Linked DNA regions of Sus scrofa: region 1 is linked to region 2. The links are chromatin contacts, called in public HiChIP or PLAC-seq maps. All regions are on one chromosome and are shown on one strand. Each heading gives the region's core, a stretch centred on a gene start, on an enhancer-like site or on the middle of the called end of the contact. The rest is flanking DNA. Distances are from core to core; before and after follow the strand shown. Region 1 holds the start of B3GNT5 (UDP-GlcNAc:betaGal beta-1,3-N-acetylglucosaminyltransferase 5). Region 2 overlaps MCF2L2 (probable guanine nucleotide exchange factor MCF2L2).

Region 1 (3,830 bases), core at 1,185-3,684, 66 kb after region 2:
TTTACAACAATGATGATGGGGTAGAGCATGAAGACCAAGTGAGAGGAAATTCTTGCAGACTGTCATGAGCATGAGGTTGACAGCTGCCCACCCAGTCTGTGAGGATGCCCAGACGCCATGCTCAGCAATTCACATACATTATTGTTTCTGTTGTCAGACCTCACTGCACCTTTGCAGGCAGGAATTGTCGTAGGGCACAGAGAAGTTGGGTCACTTGCCCAAACCTGTGGCCAGCAGGAAGCTAGGTCAAGATTCCTCTCTATCTCTCTAGCATCTCTGGTTTTGCATAAATGTTCATTGGATTCAGAACACACAGCCTGTGGTGTGTCTGAATTCATGGGACAGGGCCTGTGCAGAATCTGTGAGGAAATCTATCTTCTACAGAAAGAGCAAATTAAGCCAAACAAGTCAAGCCTAGCACTATAGTGATATGCTTCAGCTCTGTTAGGCATTAAGGAGTCAGCTATCAAACCTACTTCTCCTTGCAGGATTTCAGTAACACTTGTCCCTTCTTTGGGTTTCTTTGGCTCCAACCATTTCCTGGGTCCTCTTGTACTCAAGTTTCAGTCTTCTTTCCCTACAACTAATGATACATGCCCAACTCTCTGATCCTCTTTCCTACATTTGCTTCTCCCTCTGCTCTTTCTCTGTCTTATCGTCCCCCTTCTAACTCTTAACATGCAAATTGAATTCCCCCATTCTCTAAAGTTTACCATCTTGATGCTACAGTTTTCCTTTTCCAGCAACTCTCCATAGTCCTCTAGCGCTCTGTGAAACGATTACCTGACAGTGAGGTTGAAAGTTGTTTATAAATCTAATTGTACTGGTTCACAAGCGGCTACTATAGACACGGAGGGCAAGGCAATTCTGTCCTCCTTCCTCGTGACGGTCAAATTAGCATCACTGCTATCAGTTAATTTTATCTCTAACTAATTTCAAAATTTTCACACACTCCCTCCCAATAAAAGAAACTGAGAACTTCATTCTATACCATCAAGTCTATCATTCTCTTCCTCTCCCTCTGAGGTGGAAAGGGAGCCAGCCTGCCACAGGCATCCTCCCAGATGGGCAGAGGAGCTGTTCCCATGTAGTACGCAGGCACCAGGACAGGCATTCTGGGCCACTCTGCTCCTCTCCATCTCCCATCCACACCCTCTCCCCACCTCCCACCAAAAGCCCCACATCCTATCACCAATATCCTGACCTCCTTCTAATCCTTTGCCTGTGTTGTCTATCTCCATATAAGCTGATGTGACTATATGATTTTTATATGTATTTATCAATGTTTGAGTCAGTTTGTATTTTTGGTGGGTACAGTCCGATGTGTTCGAGCATGTGGAATATACATGTGCTGACACCTGCACCCATGTGGGCCTAGTTTCAAGCGACCTGACACGAATATAATGATAATGAACATTTGTACATAAATACAGAATACACATATGATACCTAGGGGTTATGTCTATGGGCTTAGCATCAGGATTTTATTTTGCATAAAGGGAGTGATCTGCACTGCACTAACAATGAATCAGCTTTTTAAAGGTCACTATCAGTGACTCCCTTACAAATCACATTACATAAATACTTCTGTGATTGGACATGCCATTTGGCACTACAGTCTCTGAGTTGATAAAGGCAGCACCAAGCCATGCTCTCTACAGGTAATATATGAAAGGAAATAACTGCATAATTGAAAATATTTTAAGGAGCTTAAAGAAACTACTTTTAAAACTTCTTAAAAATCTGGTTTGAAATAACAAGTACAATGTTATGTTTACACTTTCAAATTGACTCAGTAATCTACTTTTAAGTCATTACCTGTCATCTTCCTTTCACAGTCACAAATCCAAAACTTTTATTTTACTGAAATATGGGTTAATCTTTTATTTTCTGTCATGTTCTCAAATACATACAATTACAAAGCTGTTCAAAATATCACCTCTGTTAAATGATAATGTTTGTTCTACAGGAGGACGCTAGAACAATATTTGGGGAACAAGAAACCAGACCCATAAAGGATTTATTTATAATCTCTTCCCTTTAGTGGAAATTCATATTCTCCTGATTTGGTCTAATTACATGCATTAGTATTTTGAATTGGGAAAAAACGGCTCAAAGAGGACACATACAGATCCTGGCTCACAGCTGATGATCTGAGTAAAATGATCTCAATTAACTGAAGAGATGGGGAGAAGCATTTCCTGGAGTTCCTATGCACGGACAACAGACTGGGGTGGGGCTCACTGCCTTCACCAACACACTGGGGTGGTGTTGAAGGGACAGGCCAGTCTGGGTTTTGCAGTGACGCCAAGAAGGTGCAGGAAATGCTGCACACCGCACACCAGCCCAGCCGCGCCCCCGCCCTCCGCCCGGAACCCCTGATTGGGTCCGCCAAGACCTGCCCGTTCCAGCCAGTTCCTCGCTGGGGAAGCGAGCGCAGCGCTGGCCGTCCAGCCCCGGCTCACGATTTAAAACGGGCAAGTTTTGTTCCTGAAATCAATGACTCGCTCCGCTGCCGGAAGGAGAGCCGACCTCCGTTTTGGGAGTTTAAGGAGCTGATGTTGGTCTTGGTGAGTTCTGCTTTAAGCTCCGTTTGAAATTGAGCTGGGCTTGAAAGTGAACTCATTGCGGGGAGGGGGGAGTCTCTCCCCAACCGCCCCACTGATTTCTTAAAACCAACCGCCGTCGTGAAGCTCTAGTTTGCTGTATGTTAGCTCCCTTCTTTTGTTACCGAGGCCCCCAGAAGCCTGAGGCATAAGTGGTGTTACAAGAGATCTTTTAAAGACTAGCCTGCCCTTAGAATTCTTGCTCCTAAAAGGAAAATAAGGTGCTCGAAGTACAACTCAGAACTTACATTTCCTAGAAGAGTAAACTGATGCGTGTTCTGAACAAATGGATCAGTTGTCTAACAAATACTATCTCCTAATGAAAAGTGTATGGAGACCAGTTGTTTCATATGGAATTCATATATGTGATCAACTGCACTATTTTAAAAAATGCTTTGCAGCCCACCGCATCCTAGCAGGGGCCCAGGTCCCTAGTGAGTGGAAATGTGGTCTTCTCTTCCGGATCGCTAAATGGGGGAAGTTCTAGCCCGCTCAGCGGGAATAAATCTCAACTGGTTTGTTCTCCGTGCGGGCAGACAGGCTCCCCCAGTCCGCAGTGAAGGCTCCGGGCCGCCCGGCCTCCGCCCCGCCCCTGCCTGGCCCGGCTGCCTCGCAGCGTCTCCCCGCAGGAGCAAATCCCGGGCCACGGGAAAGGAGAGTCGGAGTCTGTTCTGCTTCCTCTGGGCCAGGCGAGGTCTCTAGGGCCGAGGGGGTAAGAATTGTGAGGAGGTGAAGGCACGCGCATTCGCACGGTGGCTGGAGGACTTCAGGTCTGAATACACACTGGGGCCGGGGAGCCGCCGCTGGAGCAGAGCTGGCTGCTGCCCCGGCCTGGGGCGCGCGCGGCCGGGCGTCGGGAAGCGGAGGCAGCCCTACCCGCCGTAGGGTAGGCTGCCCGCCGCCCGGGAGCGCGGCGGCGAAGGAGGCGCGTTCCCTGTCCGGAGCCCCTTTGTTCGCTCCGGCCTGTTGGCGGGCGCCCGGCGACCGTGGCTCCCGGTCGAGAAGCAGCCCAGGTGCAGCAGGTAGGCTGGGAGACCCGGAGCTCTGGTGGGGGTGAATTTTCCCAGGGCCGGGAGGGATCCCCTTCTCTAGGGAGCTCCCGCCAGGCTGCCGCTGCGCCGCGCTGCTAAAACCAGCCGGAGCGCGGGAGCCGGGAGGCGAAAGCCGCGCCCTGCGGGCCTCGGTTTCCGGCCAGGGTCTCCTAACCTTGCTGCCACCCCTAGG
Region 2 (4,040 bases), core at 1,118-3,617:
GCCAATCATCCCAGAGCGCCAGCTGGGAGGTTGGGAGTGGGCCCTGTGACCTCATCAACCATAGAACACCCGAAGCAGACCTGAGCAGGGGTGGGAAGCAACTCCGGAACTGAAAGACCTAAGGACGAGTTCCAGCCCCTCCACAGGGTAAGTGGCCTCTGGGGTGAAATGACAACTGGTGCTGGGGCTGCTTTCCCCTCTATCCTCAGGCCCTATAGGACAGGGATGGGAGGGGCTCCAGCCGGGCACAGGGCTGGCACAGAGGGGCTCCCACACACCTGGCCACAGGATGACTGCAGTGTTTCAGGGTCATCCAGGATCGCTGCCTCCAGGTAAGGATCTGCCTGCACTCAGCTGTCAAGACCCAGATGCCACCCCCCTGCTGGGCCCCACAGGCCCCGAGTTTAGTCTAGGGCAGGGTCTTCCATACCCCTTAGAGTGTGACTGCAGGGAGGTGCACATGTGACATCCCAGCACAGTGTCACACACATAAATACACTTATAAACTTAAAAGCAGTGTTTGTGGGACAGTCTCAGCTTACAACGTATGACGTCCTCCTCTGTTCTATTACTTTGTTCTGTTCTATGCTTGGAGACAGAGGAGGCGAAGGGCTGCGGGAGGTGGTGGGGTCACCCACAATCTCCTCACAAGTCCCTCTGGGGGAGAGTTTCTCTGAGGCAAAGGGCATCTGCCCTGGGTGAGCCCTCCTGTGTCTCCCCGCAGGTCCTGGGCTCTTGGAGCAGAGAGAATACTCTTTTCACCCGTATCCTCCATGGCTCTTGGAAGAAACCCAGAAGTCTTAGAACCTCTGAGCCTTGGAGAATGTCCCTCAGCCAAGGCGTCTGGTTTTGCAGGGGAGGAAAGTGCAGCTCATGGACAGTCTTTTGTTGTATTTGGTACATCTTAGGAATTTAATAAATAATACTTGTTATGATTAATAGTAATTACAATAATACTAAAGAGAGGATCTCAGAAGAGCTCTGGGTACTCCAAGCGTACTACTGTTACTCACATTTGGAAGATATTTGTCTGCCATTGTCTTCATCCTCATAAACATCTGGGGGAGGAAACATAATGGTGAAAAAAGGAAGCAGAGTGCCCACACATGCACACATATACTCTCCCTAGAAAAACTAAACCAGGAGTTCCCGACGGGGTGCAGCGGAAATGAATCCGACTAGGAACCATGAGGTGGCGGGTTCAATCCCTGGCCTCACTCAGTGGGTTAAGGATCCTGCGTTGCTGTGGCTGTGGTGTAGGCCGGTGGCTACGGCTCCGATTAGACCCCTAGCCTGGGAACCTCCATATGTTGCAGGTGCAGCCCTAGAAAAGACAAAAAACAAAAACAAAAACAAAAAACTAAACCAAACATACAGGCCCTTGACAAATATTCGATTTGATTACAGCAAAATTTCAAGTGATAGTTGCATTTTTGGAAAACGACCAGAATGACCCTGGTGCCAGCTCAGGTCTAGCAGTGTGTGGAGAAGATATACCCTGAGTCTCGGCCCTGCCCAATTCATGTACCAGAATAAGCAGAGAGAGTATTGGTGGAGAAGGGCAGGAAAAACAGGAAAGGTGGGTCATGAAAATTCATGCTGATAAGGACTGCACGTATTCTCTTTTCCTTTAGTGGATGATGTTTAGCACACACTACATAAATCCTAAAATATTTAGGGAATTTAATTTAGTACCTGGTGTTTAAAATCCTGATCTATTTTTCTCTTCTTTTTTTTTAAGGGCCATACCCATGGTATATGTAAGTTCCCAGGCTAGGGGTTGAATTGGTGCCACAGCTGCCAGCCTACACTGCAGCCACAGCAATGCAGGATCCTAGCCATGTCTGTGACCTACACCACAGCTCACAGCAAGGCTGGATCTTTAACCCACTGAGTGAGGCCGGGGGTTGAACCTGCATTCTCATGGTTCCTAGTCGGGTTCATTAATCCCTCAGCCATGAAGGGAACTCCCTGATCTTTTATTTTTCTTTAAAAAAATTACTGAACTTTATTAACAGGTGAGCCCATTAGTGAGTTTAAACTGTCTTCCTCAGAATAAAAGTTTTTGGACTTTGAAGATAAAATCATGGCTTTCCCCTTGCTGTCCACTAGGTGGCAGAAAGGGACAACTGTAGAGTCCGCACATAACTTTCAAAAGGGCAAACTATTTCCTATTTTTTTCAAACCAGATTTTCCTTTACTCCTGACAATTACAGCTTTTAAAGGGGGACCATCTCTATCATATGAACTCAAGTACACCATTTTCACCTGGGGGATAGGGATTGGAAGCCTTAAAGTGATGCCTACGCCCATGGGCTTTCCCTCCCTTTATTGGAGGAACAAACAGGAAGCTGGTTGCTATATAATATGCTAACAGCAATCTGGTCACCAGCCTAAGGACTTCATTGCATTTAATTCTCACAGCAAGACGATATATAGTATTACCTCTATTTTGTAAAATAATTGATGAAAATAATTCAAGCACAACAAAGTTACGTAATTCATCCAAAGAGATGGAGCTGAAGTCTGTAAGCCCTCAGTGCTTGAGTCCTTAACCGTGTGCTATGCTGGTAACTGTGCTCTTTCTCTGCCTTCTAGGAGTTAACCAGTGGGGTCACACTCGGCCTAATTCATCCCAGCAGCTCTCCAGAGCTTACATCAGGCAAGAGCTCCAGGATGTTTCCAAGGGTACCAGGCTAAATAAGGATCTTTTGCTTGGTGCCCTAGAGCATGAACTTCAATGTCTAGGCTGGTCTATATGTGAAGTGTTTACTTCCTATACCTACCTGTCTTTGGTCAAGAGAAAGGGAATCATGCCTAAGTATTCAATGATTTGCTTTCAGATTCCATATAGTCTCACAGCACTTTTTTTTTTGTGTGTTTTTTTTGTTTTGTTTTTGTTTTTGTTTTTCGTTCCTCTCTCCTTTTTTCTTTTTGGCTGTGCCCATGGCATGTGGAAGTTCCTGAGCCAGGAATAGAATCCATACCACAGCAGTGACCTGAGCTGCAGCAGTGACAACATGGGATCTTTAACCTAATGAGCCACAAGGGAACTCCTTTAGTGCATTTTCAGTTGTCAAAGTCCCTGCCAGCTTCTGGGGAAGTCTGCGTTTGCTGTTGTAGACTTTTAGGGTTGCAAGGAGCTGGGGTCAAAGAAATTTCACAATTGGGAAACAAGCACCTAGATCAGCAACCAGGTGCCCTCTGATGTGTCTAGTTGGGTTTAACAAAAGCCTTGCCTGTTTCATCAGAGATTTAATGAGAAATTTTCAGTAAGACTAAAATATAAAGCCTCCCCCCCAACCCCAAAGCAAATGGTTGCCATGCTCAAGGAAGTCATTGATCCCTGATCATCGAGACAGTCAGGCTGCTACCTAATAGAAGCAGAGAGGTGGAGTTCCCTTCCTGGCTCAGTGGTTAACAAACCCGACTGGGATCCATGAGGATGTGGGTTTGATCCCTGGCCTCACTCAGTGGGTTAAGGATCTGGCATTGCCATGAATTCTGGTGTAGATTGCAGATGCGGCTTAGATCCCATGTTGCTGTGGCTGTGGCGTAGGCTGGCAGCTGTAGTTCCAATTTGACCCCTAACCTGGGAACTGCCATATGCTGTGGGTGCGACCCTAAAAAGCAGAAGCAAAAAAAAAAAAAAAAAAGAAGAAGCAGAGAGGAACACATCTGGTGCTCCTGTGATCCACTGGGACATCTCCCAGAACTCTCTTGCCTGGATGTAACTGTAAATGGACTAGTAAAAGAACAACAGCCAGACAAGTGGGTGCTGGGACACCCACTTCGTATGCTACCAGCAGAAGTGCCAGATGAGGAGGAAGGGAACAAAGGTACAACCTAAGGACAAGTGGGGTAGCAGGAGGTAGATGTAGATTTATTTTTTTAATGGCCACACCCATGGCACTTGGAAGTTCCTGGACCAGGAATTGAATCTGAGCTGCAGCTGCCACCTATGCTGCAGCTGTGGCAATGCAAGATCCTTCAACCCACTGCACCCAGCTAGGGATCAAACTAATGCTTCTGCAGCAGTT

Evidence for each region. HiChIP or PLAC-seq counts read pairs in DNA pulled down with a chosen protein or histone mark.
Region 1: an H3K27ac HiChIP or PLAC-seq map of alveolar macrophages shows a contact between it and region 2. The contact joins the promoter of B3GNT5 here to the enhancer-like site in region 2. A contact is called at or near these places in 5 of 47 Hi-C or Micro-C datasets (adipocytes, blood, fetal heart ventricle and 2 more) and 2 of 2 datasets of contacts at active chromatin or transcription factors (alveolar macrophages and skeletal muscle).

Annotation. Positions count from the first base shown.
Region 1 is chr13:121,204,267-121,208,096 of Sscrofa11.1, forward strand. B3GNT5 (UDP-GlcNAc:betaGal beta-1,3-N-acetylglucosaminyltransferase 5) reads left to right here and starts at 2,435. Exons shown (of 3, transcript NM_214327.1): 1 at 2,435-2,570. The region is part of intron 15 of MCF2L2 (probable guanine nucleotide exchange factor MCF2L2); the gene reads right to left.
Region 2 is chr13:121,138,129-121,142,168 of Sscrofa11.1, forward strand. It overlaps MCF2L2 (probable guanine nucleotide exchange factor MCF2L2), which reads right to left. Exons shown (of 27, transcript XM_021069898.1): 26 at 1,014-1,058. Among named protein-coding and RNA genes, the nearest start is that of LAMP3, 22 kb to the left of the region's middle. Within about 2 kb of position 2,368, at least 9 of the 83 cell types and tissues checked have an H3K27ac peak or open chromatin away from gene starts, as enhancers often do. A contact at or near this core is called in alveolar macrophages and skeletal muscle, where this site is marked.